Linked DNA regions of Triticum aestivum: region 1 is linked to region 2. Evidence: chromatin contacts called from public Hi-C data. All regions are on one chromosome and are shown on one strand. Each heading gives the region's core, a stretch centred on a gene start, on an enhancer-like site or on the middle of the called end of the contact. The rest is flanking DNA. Distances are from core to core; before and after follow the strand shown.

Region 1 (6,749 bases), core at 945-3,444, 180 kb after region 2:
AGTTCCCAAATTTGTAAAAATGTTCGAATTTTCTTTTTTGGATTTTCAAATAAGGTTCCCCTTATCAAAAAATGTCCACTTTTTCTGATTTTTTTCGGAGTTTAAACAAATATTTCCATTAAAAATATTTTTTCCCTACATTTTTTCTAAAAAGTGAATATTTTATGTTTTTTTGATGATTACGTTCGAACTTTTTAGTTTTATTAGTAGTTTATGAAAACTATTCGGGATTTTTCTTTCATGTTTTCAAAAGTTGTCCCTGTTTTACAAAATGCAATTTTATGAAATGGTCGGAATTATAAAAATAGTTCACATTTTAATAAAAGTATTTTTGTCGTTTTAAAAAACATTGGCATTAAAAATAGTTCTAAAATTTTCACTAAAATTCAAAAAAAAATCATGTAGGATAGCTGGGCCTTTCCACTGTATGAATTGCATCGACGAGTGCGAGCGTAATTCTCAAAAAAGAAGAAGACAAATTCGGACGTGTGGAGGGTGGCGCCGGTGAGTGGTAGGTTGGTTGGCTCCGATCGACTGGATTGGATTGGATGGGTACTGGCAATTAGGGACGTAGCGTGTGTGGGCGAACTGCTTTTCGCCCACACGACGCTCGTACATTGTTAGATGACAACTGCAATTGCGCGTCGTAGCAACTAGGTAAAAACTCATGGCAACTATGATTCGTTGCTAGATGGCAACTACAGTTGCGCGTACGTGGCAACCAGATAAACACACATGACAACTGTGATTAACGATACATGGCAACTATGGTTGGACCACAAATGGCAACTATCCCCGAGTAACTAAAGTGTCAACCTGTGGATAACTATAGTTAACCAAAACAGAGAGAGTCGTCATGCTTTTACAACTAATTTGCCATCCCAATAACTAAAGTTGCCATCCCAGGGGTAAGTAAAGTGTCTTCCCGCGGGTAACTAACGTATGTGTGCCAGGATGTGTAGGCAGATTTGCTTCGTGCCACACGCATGGGGTGAAGATGAGTAGTAGTTGTTGGGCGTGTGGCACGAAGTAGTTGCGCCCACACATGTGGGCAATTCTCATATTCGCCTACACATAACCCGTGTGCGTTGCCTCCCGATTATGACACACAGGGCTTGTGGGCGCATGTCTAAGATGCCCAGTGTGGTGAATATCGGGACCCTTAAAAAATGTTTCCATTAAAAAATAATTTTCCCCAAATTTTCATGTTTCTAAAAAATGTCCAAAATTTCAGCTTTTTGATGATTTTCAGAAATTATTTGTGTTTTTCAAAAAATGTGTGACCTTTTTAAATTTTGTTCATATTTTATGAAAACTATTCGGGATTTTTTCATGTTTTCAAAAGTTGTCCTTGTTTTTCTTGTAAATGAAATTTTATGAAATATTCAGAATTCCAAAAATAGTTCAAATTAAAAAATGTTTTGTATTTCGTTGTTGTTTTCAAAAACATTGGCATTTCAAATTGTTCACAATTTTTCACTAAAGGTTTTGAAATTTCTCATATTGCGTAGCTGGGGTTTTTGTACTCTGCTATGAATTGCATCGATGCGTGCGGGCGTAATTCTAAAAACAAAAAAAAAACGAGTTCGGGCGTGTGGGGGGCGGCGCCGGTGAGTGGTTGGTTGGGTCCGATTGGATTGGATGGGTACTGGCAATTAGGGACGTAGCTGTCGTACGTCAAGTTGGATCGCCTCGCGCCGCTGGCCAATCAATGGCGGTCACTGTACGTACGTTCAGCATCTTCTTCAGGCCGGCCGGCCGGCCTTATCCACACACATGCACGCGCGACTACGTACATATCCACACAACCACCACTCCATCCCGTCCCACTGGCCGGCGGCTGGTCCCGAGATATGGCATGGCCAAGCACACAATCTCACTGTCTCTTCAATGCTAAGCTCCTGCCAGCGTTCATCATCCATGCATGGCCCATGCGTACATGCTGTACTACGTATTAGTTAAGCTCGCGCGTGTTACTCTCAATTGTTCTTTCATCCAACGGTCCATCTCTTTCCTGCATTCAATTGAAGAGGACAGACGGTCGTTAACTACTTAACTAATGGGATTTGCCGATAATAAGATGGCCAATCGAGTTTCGTTCACTGACGGGCGGGCCATTAACGCATGTAGGGCACTGGGACGTATCGCACCGTCGAGGCCTATTCGTAGCGCGACGGCGTGAGTGGGTATGGCCAAGTGGCGCCGCCAGCTAGCTGCCGCTGCAGACCATGCATGCATGATATGCTCTAGCTGGCCGATGTGCACTGCCGATCGACGCTGGTGCCGTGGTGCTAATGTATCGTGGAAGCCGAAAGGGACGTGCATGTGGGTTAATAAATTAACCGGGATACTAGCCAATTGGAGTATCTCAGTGCATGTGACCGGTCAAAGTGTATCTAGCAGAATATCTTAACTCAATTGGACACATTGCACTTTTAGACAGTGATGCAGTTGCTCTGCTTACTGCTTTATAGACGGGCTCTTATTAATAACAGGGTTATCGCCGCAAAAAAGAAAAATAATACTCCCTCCTATTCAAAAACTCGTGGCTTTAGTCCAAAAAATTTGAACTAGAACTAAACTAAAGCTAGGACACTTGTTTTGGTTCAGAGGGAGTAACATGGTTATGCTGGGGATGTTAGCTTACATATATATGTAGGTTCACCGTGTTTGCTACTCCCTCTGTTCAGTGTTCACAGTTTTAGAGATTTCAATATATACTACATATGAACTGAAATAAGTGAATAAATACACTGCAACCTATCTACATACATCTGAATCAGAAAAAAGTTAAAACATCTATAATAGTGAATGGAGAGAATATTTGACAAGCGCCTCAATTTAGCGGAAACTCTCATTGGCATGCAGTTCCGCGGGCACGCACCGGCCCAGTGGTGTCCAGCCGTCCGATTGCTTTTTAGTCGTAATAGTCTTAGGGATTTGCTTACTGTAGGCTGGGGTCTATCCATGCATCCTTTGGTAGCTTTTGCCACACATGCATGCGCTATCCATCCCACTTCCCATGACTTTTATATTTCATATTTTAATTTCAATCTACTACTCCCTTGGTTTCAAATTATAAAATGTTCGAACTTTTTTTTTGAATCAGATATATGTAGACGCTTTTTGGAGTGTTTCTTCACTCATTTTGGTTTGTATGTAGTCCATATTAAAATATCCAAAACATCTTATAATTTGGAACAGAGGTAGTATATCTTTTGAACCAAAAGTCTAAATTAAGTTTTGTTTGCATATTTGTGTTCGTCGTGACGAGAATTTTCAAACAAGACCAATCCTGATTACATTTTGGCAACTTCTAAAAAAATTCTAAGTTCATAATATCGAAACTTGATAATAATAACATTAAGTTTACCAAGTTTCATATGATTTAAGATTTTAGGGTTCTAGGATTTGGGCTCATGACTTTAGGGCTTAGGGTTTAAGTTTTAGTTTTTGAAACTTGCTAAACTTATCATCGTTCCTATCAAGTTTTAGTAGTTGAAAATCGCCCCAACCGCCTGTTTTTTTTTTTTTTGCGATCTGCAAAATTGTTGGATTTCGCATGAGGGTGCACCAAGTTTTAAGTTTAAGTTTCTGAAACTTGCAACTTTGCTATTCGCTTGTACCAAGTTTCCGTATTTGAAACTTAACATAGTTTTAAAAACTCATCAAAATGTATTCAAAATTGAACTTATTTGAAAGCATTCATCACAAGAAACACGAATGTGCAAACGAAAAATAAATTATAATTTTGGTTTAAAGGATATAATCAATTCAAATTTGAAAGTCAAAAGAAAAAAACATGAGATGTAGGATGAATGGAGCTGTCAAAAGCTGCGAAAAGTTGCAGGCATGGACCCGATCTAAGGTAGTTAGGGCATCCACAATGCGTAGCCCCAGCCCTGCTGCCCCACAGGCCAAGCTCGAATGCCATCATGCAGAAAATCTATTGCTTGCACAAGACATGTGATTCCTGCAGAAGAGGCGCCTTCCTCGAGCGAAAAAAGAGAAGAAAAGGGGAGATAAACGAGCATCTCTACATCAGGGAGAAAAACCAAGCAACAAATTGAGGTCACAACTATGGTAGGCAGCGGGGGACATGACCATGGCTAGCGGCACATACTCAAGGTTGCGGCCATGGCGGTAGTGTCCGGCCCAAACCAAGGAAGCACGCGAGCTTGGCGGTGCAGCCATGGCGGGCACATCGAGCCAGCGAACGTGGACACGGCTGGGGTGCAAGTTTGGGTTCAGATCCATGGCCTGCAGCAATCAACACTATTAGGGAAAACCCTAACAGTAGCGTGGGTATTTTGCTTATCAGTAGTGCAGGAGGACGCGCTACTGATAAAGCACTACAGCTATTCCTTAGCAGGAGCGCGTGCTACATGCGCTGCTGCTAAGACCTATAGCAGCAGCGTTTGTTCAATTCAGCGCTACTGCTAATATAGCTAGTAGTAGCGTGTTTACTCTCCATCGCTACTAGTATTTTTCTCTCATTTTTTTTAATTTTTAGTGTATTTATACGTCGTTATACAAATTTTGGTACAATACCAATTATGAGGTTGTCATATCAATATGTCCATAACAGTGTGTCAAATGAAGTTAGATTAGGTTCAAGTGGAGGGAACATGTGGTGCATGTCAAAAGTATACTACTAATTCAAACTTGATCTAGTTTGGACTAGCAGTACTTTTGATGTGCACCACATGTTGCCTCCACTTGAATCTAATCTGCCAACACAAGCTATTTAATCATCATTATAGTCATTACCACCAACAGTAGCTATTTAATCATCATAGCCATAGTATAGCACACATCATCATCTTCAAACTCATTCTAGCTAGCTAATCACCACCAACACTAGCTGTGGTAGCTATCTAATCACCACCAACACTAGCTAATAATAATCATCATAGTCATTACCACCAACACTAGCTATTTAATCATCATAACTCATTTCTACCTAGCTAATCACTCATGCTGCTCTCTCTCAAGTAAAATAATATAAAACATGTATAGCACTCCTGCTTCATCAAGTTGGAGCATGTAGATGAACCTGTCTCCTAATCGTGGGCTGCGCTTCTGATTGCTGCCCCTAGTACTTCTCTGTGATCGTTCACAATTTTGCTCCAGTCTTTCACTATTAAGCATTCCTCGCTTTTAGAAATCCTGAATGCACTAAAGTGCATTGTAGGATGTCTTGGCCATAAGCTAACAATTCTCATGGGACCTTTAGTCTCGATCCAATAAGGCACAACATTCATCTGGAGTCCCTGTTGAAGAACATTGTATAGTAACATACTTAGCAATGAAGTTTAGCTTAAAAAATAATGTATGCAAAAGATGCATTGAGGACAAATAGTAAAAATCTTACCATCTTTCCTATATAGATGTTACCATATTTCAGTACGAACACTATTGGTCGCACGTTTTGAGTACTAAGATTTTTAAGTCCAGGAAAATAATTTGTCTTGACAGTATGAAGATCCTCAAGCCATGAAACATAATGACCTATCTCCTCGCAGTTTAGTTCAGCCCCGGGACAGTGGACGGTCATGTCTACCAAGCGTCGTACATGTTTGCTTGAATGGAAATAAGCTGTCAATAGAAATTAGTTGTCAACTATTTTTGAATAAACAATATCGAAGACATAAATATGGTTGAGAAACTCACATAATGGTATAACTGGAGGCGTCTACACATCGACCCAGATATCGATATTACCTTCAATATCATCTTCGGGGCGAATATCAAAGGTGATAACCATATCAGGCTCAAATGCATAAGCCTTGCATAGTGATTGCCAAGTTTTGTATTCAAAATAGGTGTAGGTGTCTGTGTTGTATAATTTTGCGTGGAAAGTATAACCATGCTTGGTCTTCAAGTAAACTCTTCACCTCCATAGTAGTTTTCATAGGACTGAAACCTATCTTATCCAAGACAAAAACTCTTAAATGGCAGGGGATACGCTAGTAGAATAGTAAAAAATTATAAGTTGAAGTAAATGAAGCAGATGCCATGCTTAATTACGAAAAAATACTTGTTGTTGTGACTTACTGTATCCACTTCGAAGTTCTTGTCCAGCTTGATGATGAAGCGCCTATCATCATCTAGGAAGATCCTGTCGCACAGACCCCGCTTGTTTTCGCAGTATTCGCAAATACCGAGAAAAAAATCGTCATCAGACATTTCCTATGTTCATAGTTGAAACATTAATTGAAAATCAATCGAAGGCAACTACCAGGGTACTCAACACACAAATCCGAGGCAATCGATATTTCCTACATATTCTGGCACAAGTCATGCCAAAATTCACGGAAAAATCCGGCATGACCTTTGCTAAAATAGGACATATCGAGCGCCTGAAATTTGCCGGAACAGAAATGAATCAACACTCTGGCAAAACATAGGCCACTCGGAGGTGTAACCTGCAAACATGACCGGCCACTTGGGCAAGCGCATATCCTATTTGAGAAACACAGGATATACATTTCAAAATATCTTATAGGACTCATATTGACATGAGCATTCAATAAGCAAAACCAAATCATAAAATAAATAAGTATTCAAATTAGCATGCATTCAATAAGCAAAAGTAAATCATCTCATGCGTCCGTACATCATCGAATAATATCACTAATATATCCCGAATAGTATCATACATATAACATCACTAATACAACTAAAACCCTAGTGCACGACGGGTATCGGCGCGGGCGGTGGACACCCACAGAGAAGGAACCATCACA
Region 2 (6,943 bases), core at 2,220-4,719:
TAATTTTTTGGACAGTTTAAAATATAAAGTTTTATCATTATTATGAAACATAATGTTCTGGTTAACTAATAGATGTGTTTTACCCACAAAAAAAAGCTACTTCAATTGATTGCTCAAATTTTCAACTGAAAAAAAACATAGTGTTCTGTTTTTGGGAAAATTTGCAAAAGTCTTTGGCCGTCCTGCAATCATTTGAGAGTCCAAACTGTATTATGTAATTTCTGGAGGCATCTAGTGATGCTTTTCGTAAAAAAAATCGTAATTTAAATCACTCGAAAGGGGCTTGGTTGCAAGGCCACATGAGGCTGACGTACTGTTTGCATGTTTTACCGGGAAAATGATACTGTATATAACAGAAAAGAATTCGGGAGCCGAATGTGGCCGAATACGTCCCATGGAGGAGGAGGACCCAGCCACACGTGTGCAAATTTTCCATGGGAAACCCATAGGCCCACAAACGCGAAGCCCACTCAGTCCACTTGGAAGTTGGATTCATATCCCTCCTCCGGTCCTACTCCGGCGCAACCCCGGCGCCCGCTCGCAGACTCCCGCGAACCCGGCTCAGCTCAGCTCATCTCATCTCATCTACTGCGCCTACAATCAGTTACAAGCTCTCATTGGTCGCGTTTCCGTGCACCACCGCGCGTCCACAATGCTTGCTCCGCCATGGCCTTTCGCGGTGATCTGCCACGGTCCAGCTTGCCGCGCACGCGCACAGGATGTTCGACGAAACGACGCAGACCGGCGATGTTGTGCCAATAGTCAACAGATCGACCGCCCTGTCCGTCGTAGCTGCGGTCGCACTACGCTTCCGCCATGTCCGTCATCCTGCACGTCGCCACGGTGACTGAACTCCGTTCCGCAATCGTGTCGCCACTCGCCACTCGATCCCCATTCCATGCAAGAGCGGTACGCTGCTCCTCCTCCAACATGCTAAACAGATAATGAAATCCAGTCGATGCACTGCCTCTCGAGTGGCGTCACATGATGATCTCGACCGGCTGCCCGGCATCCGGGGGAGGGAGCCGCATGATGATCTCGACCGGAACCATACGCCTTTGGTTTGGACTTTGGACGTCTGGCGGTCTGGCGGTGCTTCGTACGGCCAGATCGGCCCATCATCGACCACCGCATCTCTGGATCGGTTCCTGAATGCTCCACGTCGTTGGACTTGCACGCACCGATCGATGGTCTGCTAGGCTGCTGGTACGCTTGGATTATGTTTCAGACTTTCAGTGCCCATGACGTGCATGACGCACTGCTTACTACGTACGCCACTGAACCATGTGAAGGGCTGAAGAAGGTCGGCTTTTGTTGCATCCTTTTCATTCGCCTTTCGTATCTATCCTGTGCTCGTAAAGTCAGCTCCAACAGTCTCATAACCCAAGTGCGCGCCTCCCTGAACGCCTAGCTAAAAGCTACCTGGACTTATTAGCTCTTCACAGTTTCTTTCTACCCTGGCTAAGCTAGCTAGGAGCCTAGGAGATGCAACATACACTACACAGTCTACACTACATGCACTGCTCGGTGTCCATAACCAACTCCAAGAAAATGCAGGAAACAAATCAAAAATTGCTCTGCTTCTTTCCCCTCTATTGATCGAGTGCCCGACAGTTAAACCGCGTCCAAATCCCGCCACGGATGTCTGTCTCGGCTTCTTTCATGCATTCTCGGAGCCAGGCCAGTCGAACAGCGACCTCGCATCGCCCAAGCCCTTAGTGGGAACACTCCAAGCGTTTTCCCTGTGACCGTCCTGGTTTTGCAGTAATTGTGGGTGCCAAACCACCCCACAGCGAAATGCTGTCCTCTCTGAAGAAGAAATGATGCTCCTGCATTTGCTGTTCGCGCGGTCGGTGCCTGTCCTTGTTGTCCAATCAGGTAGTTTTGCCCATATACAAAATAATCCGTTTGAAATAATAACTATCAAGTATGTCCCTTATTTCTATTATAAGGTTGTGTATAAGGATTTAATTCAACCTTTTCCCACTTTTGAAATGCTACAGCTCTTTCCATCATCAACTTGTTTCACCTTTGCCATCACTTTAGAGGAACTGTTGAATGAAAGTTGGCTTTTCACACACAGGCAGCAAAGATCAATCCACTACCACCTGACCAACTGCTGCATCTGCTCATCACCCCTATGGGGATCTGTTTCGGAGCAAGTGCGCTCAAAGTGGCTGCACACACAAAGTGTTTCTACGTGGTGGCTCCTCAGAACTTTGCATTTTCCCCTGACCACACGCGTAATTGGCCAGGAAGTGGAGCATTTCTAAAGGCGGAATCATGTCGCCACTATTTTGCTGTCTGTCCAACGCAATTGGCGACTTCCTTGAGCCATAAGCTCGCTCCTTTCTTCTCAGTCCAAATCATTGGAAAGAAAGATAGGAAACATGTCTAGAAAGCTTGCCTCGTCTTTGTGAAGCAGCCCGGTGGATTCGATGGAAACAACATCTCGGATCGAAGCGTCGCCGGAAAGGAGGAAGTGTTTCTCAAAGGGGGTTCTAGAAATGTTGGACTTGACTCAATCGATCATGTCTTCCTCCTTTCCTCAAGGTTGGTGATCTGTCTGAATCGCATTAGTTGTCTACATTTTGGGGCCTCAACTTCTAACCCGACAGCATTTTCCAAGTCAGGTTCACATCTACGCAGATGTGGTGAGAGTCGGTTTGATCTTTTGGAAAAGCCAGAGCACATAGCTAGACTGCTATGATGTACCCGGGAAATATCTAACAAACTAGTCTAGAATTTACTTGGGTGTCCCTTTGCTGTAAAGTGATACACACATGATTATGCTCTTGGCAAATTTGGAGTTCTTTTTTCAGACTCGCGTGGGTCTCAACGAAATTAATTGATTAAATGGCATGAAGTGCTCCTTCAAATTACAACAGGCTGATTTCCCAAGTCATCGTGGGACTGAAGGAGCAGAGAGACAGTCGACAGAAAAGGATAGCCAACCTAAACTCTAGCCAGCATTATCATGTCGCAACATAAGAACCACTGGGGCGCTGTCTATGTATATCCACCGTCCACATTACGTCGTTCTGCGAAAGTAGGACCAAAATAAATATATAATAGTGTTAGTAGATAATGATATGAGAACCTGGGTTTGTTTCTTATATATTTCATTGACTTTCTAGGTGCAGAAACTAAAACTGTAATAAGTCAATCATTTTTTGTGACGGCGATGTAGTCAGAAACTAGTACAGTAGAATCTTTACCAAATATCCATTGATCTAGTTTACTCACGAGTAGAAACTTTACCAACATAAGATGAAAGGTCAGGTCAGCAAGTCAGGGGCACAATTGAACACCAGGGCAGGAAAAGAGGACGAGAGCAGGGAGGGGCCGGGGGAACAGCATAATGGCGGGGGCAGACTTGAAAGGGCAGATGGGCCCGAAGTGGGAGGCCCAGGCGAGCCACAACGAGGGGGGCAAGAGGACGCCGCGCGCGGGCCCGGCGCTGTCTGCCCGCCGCCGTGGGCCACGGCAGGCTTTTCTCCCCTCCTCTGCTGGACCCTGCCGCTCACATGAGGCTTGTCTTCGCCGGAACAGCGCGTCAGTCGAGTACGCACGTACGCCACCGCCGGGCCCGCCGCGATTCGGCCCGATCGGCTTCAGCGGTCGGTTGCGTGGCGTGGCATCATGGGGATTGCGCATCATTTCGGTTCGTTTTCAAACCGGCTGGAACAGCAGCAGTATATTGGCACAGCAACGCATCATTGCACTTCGACTAGGGGGTGCTGGAATTGATGCTTTGATGCGGTGACAACCGGTCGCTTGAAGCTTCGTCTGTCGGAGGAGCTGGTGTTGCGTGGCATCTAATGTTTGTGCTTTGCCCCGCTATAGCCACGACATAGCGATTTGAGCAGGGTGCATGCTGCTAAATGGTACTCCCTCCGTCTCATAATGTAAGATGTTTTTCAACACATTATGGGACAGAGGGAGTATTTGTGTATAATTATCATGTAAAGTTACAAAATACATAGCAGGCTATGGCCTGTCTAGCTATAACCACGTTGTTTGAACACGGTGCCACTATTTGACATAGCCTATTATTTAAAACTATGGAGAGTATCTGGTGCGTTAACATGCACATGCGGTCGTAATTTTGTCTCGCTAGAACATACTCTCTTCAACTACAATAACAAGGTGCTAAACTTATCTTCACTTTTTTGGACCCGCTGATTGTACAACAATCATTCTACGGTATATGTATTTTAGTATTATAAATCAATATGTGTAGAAAACAGATGAGCAAAAAGGAGGGGGGGGGGGATCTATCTAGCTTAAATTTTGGGAAAATTAAGAAAAAAAAGGTTTTGGTTCTTGAGAAAGTTTCGACTCGAGGACAACAATTCTCTCGATGTGCATGCTTGGTGCTTTTGACCCATACTGAGTTATAATATATTGTTGGTAATCCGACCGTTCAAAGAATCGACTTTTCTTTGTTTTGATCTGTAAGTCACTATTCTGAGAGATTCTGGAAGATTATGTCTCTATCCTTGAACATGAATTGGCATGTTCCTGAAAATCACTTTTGACCAAAAGTAATCCACATGGTCATCTAAACCAATTACAAAGGGTTTGGAGTGTGAACACTTACATGATTGGTGCTCTTGGTTTTTCTTGGTATGCCGGAAACAACATCCACGTCTTTTTTTAGGGCCAGGGAGAGAGTGCTGTCAACATTTTAATAAATTGTGGGGTTTTTAAAGAAAAAAGAAGGTTGAAACCCTTGACCTTTACATAATTATGATGCACACAACTATTTTTATTAATTATCAAACAAAGTACCACATAACCACTAACGGAAAATGTGAATAAAACACCTACAACTGAATCGACGTCTTTCGCTGCAGCGCCTTCAATACGGAGTGCATGTCCTCGCATTGTCGTCTTCACGTCCGTCCAGAGATTGTTAGGACAAGGATTTTCATCTTGGTTGTCAAAATCAACCACTTAAGGGTTGTACAAAACAACGAGATAACGCCTTTAAGAAGGCAACAACGCAATTGCGTCACTACTAAGACAAACCAAAAAAAGGCTAGAAAAAGGAGTTTTCACCTTGGATATGAAGCGGTGCTTCAATCATTATCTTGAAGGCAAAAAAATTATAGCCACCCCAGTCACTATTCCCCTACTTGGCATAGATGCTCTAGCGGATGGGCGAGACGTGTACCCACCACTGCATTTTACTCAATCGCTAGTTGAGTTCATGGAGTTGTTTTTACTTTCCGTCATGCGTGTGTGTTCCACACTCACATTCCTCGGTTGATGTCATAAAATGCTTGAGCTTGACCTTGAAAAGCTAGCCTTTCCTCCGAAGTAATAATAAAAGAAAAACACGCTTGACATTATTCGCCGGAAGAATAAAATACCCCAGATTGACGTTGTTTGGTAAATGGAATTTCAAAAAGCAAAGCATCGTCTCGGTGAATTTTGGTTGGCGCGCTACTTGCCAGTAAACAGGCCGGGGAACCGATGGACCACATCCATATGTCCGGCCATTCACCTTTTCACGACGATGCCCGGCCCCGGCCGGCGCCGTGTAATTTGGAGTTTTCTTTTTACCTAACAAGGAGGGCCAAATTGACCGGACCACGTTTTTTCACACGCATAAAGGAGAATATTCGAGGTGTTGTAATCAGTTGGGCAGGACAATTCCAGTGTTCCTTGAGGGATGCCTCTGCCCGGCGATGATGCGCGTTTGACATCAAGATGTTCTCATTCTTGTTGCCTCTGCCGCAGCGGGAGATATTTGCTTGCCTGCGGTGGAGACTGGTGAAGGAAGAAAGACGGTTGAGCGATATGTCTACACGTAGTATGCGCGTACGTTGCTTCTTCTTGTCTTCTCCGGCAGCGGTAGCGGTGGCGGTGGGGAATCCCATCGCATCGCGTGGATGGGCCGGTGAGGGACAATGACGACGACCCTCACTCACTCCCTGCTCCCTCCCCCCTATCGATCTGGACCACCCCACCCTGTGCATGCGCAACAGTTGCTGCGTGCACGCTTGCGTGCCCACCCATGAAATGACCCCACTGCCCTTGCCCCGTCACTCCAGTATTTTGTAACCGATTGGCACCCCCTCTCTACTTTTCCTTTGTTCTTGCACGGATACAATCAAATACGTAACAAGGGAGGGACGCGGGGTATCTAATCCGGAGCTTATATGCTGAAAATTGTAAAAACAATTAAAAAACTCTGATTTTTTATGCAAACTTTGACAAATATTCTCAGTGCTTGTAAATTTTCATCTTCAAATAACATTGGTGGAAGTCATGGTAAAAAAAAAAGCAAAATAGACACTCCAAAAATGCTATTTTTGAAAGCATTTTAGAGTGTTGTTCTTGTTTCTGTTTCTGCCATGACTTCCACAAATGTTATTTCGGGATGAAAATTCCCAAGTACCGAGAACATCTGTCAAAGTTTGCACCATTTTTTTCATAATTTGTTGATTTTTTTTTGAAATTACTGTTCACCTTAAGTTCAAATGAGCTTGGGAGTAGAAGGGAATTTTCAACAAGGGAGCCTCTATTTATCAGGTAACCGGAAAAAACAATTTATCAGTCACTTCTGATGTGAACTATTCGACCTTCATCCAACCGCCCAAAACAGATATTTATCGGTCACACCTTATGTTTGGTGCTATGCATCCGAATACCTCATATTTCATCCCGTAGATCCATACAAAACAATGCAAAAGATTTCCTACGTCGTACATACACCATGCTAGCCTAAACTAAGCTTCATCATCGGGGATGTCCATGACGTCCATGCCGGGCGTCGAGTAGATGGGCGCGTAGGAGGGCTCCGGCTCCTCCTCCTCCTCATCCATTAGCGCGAGCATCTCGTCGACGTTTGCGGCGTGCTCCGCCTCCTCCTCCTGCAGACAAGGACGCTTAGCCTCCACCGTAGATTTCGACTAGAGGGAATCGAGGATCG

The links. A called contact is a pair of places that touch in the nucleus more often than the background predicts.
Region 1: a contact with region 2 is called in a Hi-C map of an unstated tissue, with 5 times the contacts expected there. The contact joins two enhancer-like sites. A contact is called at or near these places in 2 of 5 Hi-C or Micro-C datasets (leaf and an unstated tissue).

Annotation. Positions count from the first base shown.
Region 1 is chr2A:772,306,192-772,312,940 of IWGSC CS RefSeq v2.1, forward strand. No RefSeq gene overlaps it. Among protein-coding and RNA genes, the nearest start is that of LOC123186643, 32 kb to the right of the region's middle. Within about 2 kb of position 2,195, at least 4 of the 8 cell types and tissues checked have an H3K27ac peak or open chromatin away from gene starts, as enhancers often do. A contact at or near this core is called in leaf, where this site is marked.
Region 2 is chr2A:772,120,737-772,127,679 of IWGSC CS RefSeq v2.1, forward strand. No RefSeq gene overlaps it. Among protein-coding and RNA genes, the nearest start is that of LOC123191117, 18 kb to the left of the region's middle. Within about 2 kb of position 3,470, at least 7 of the 8 cell types and tissues checked have an H3K27ac peak or open chromatin away from gene starts, as enhancers often do. A contact at or near this core is called in leaf, where this site is marked.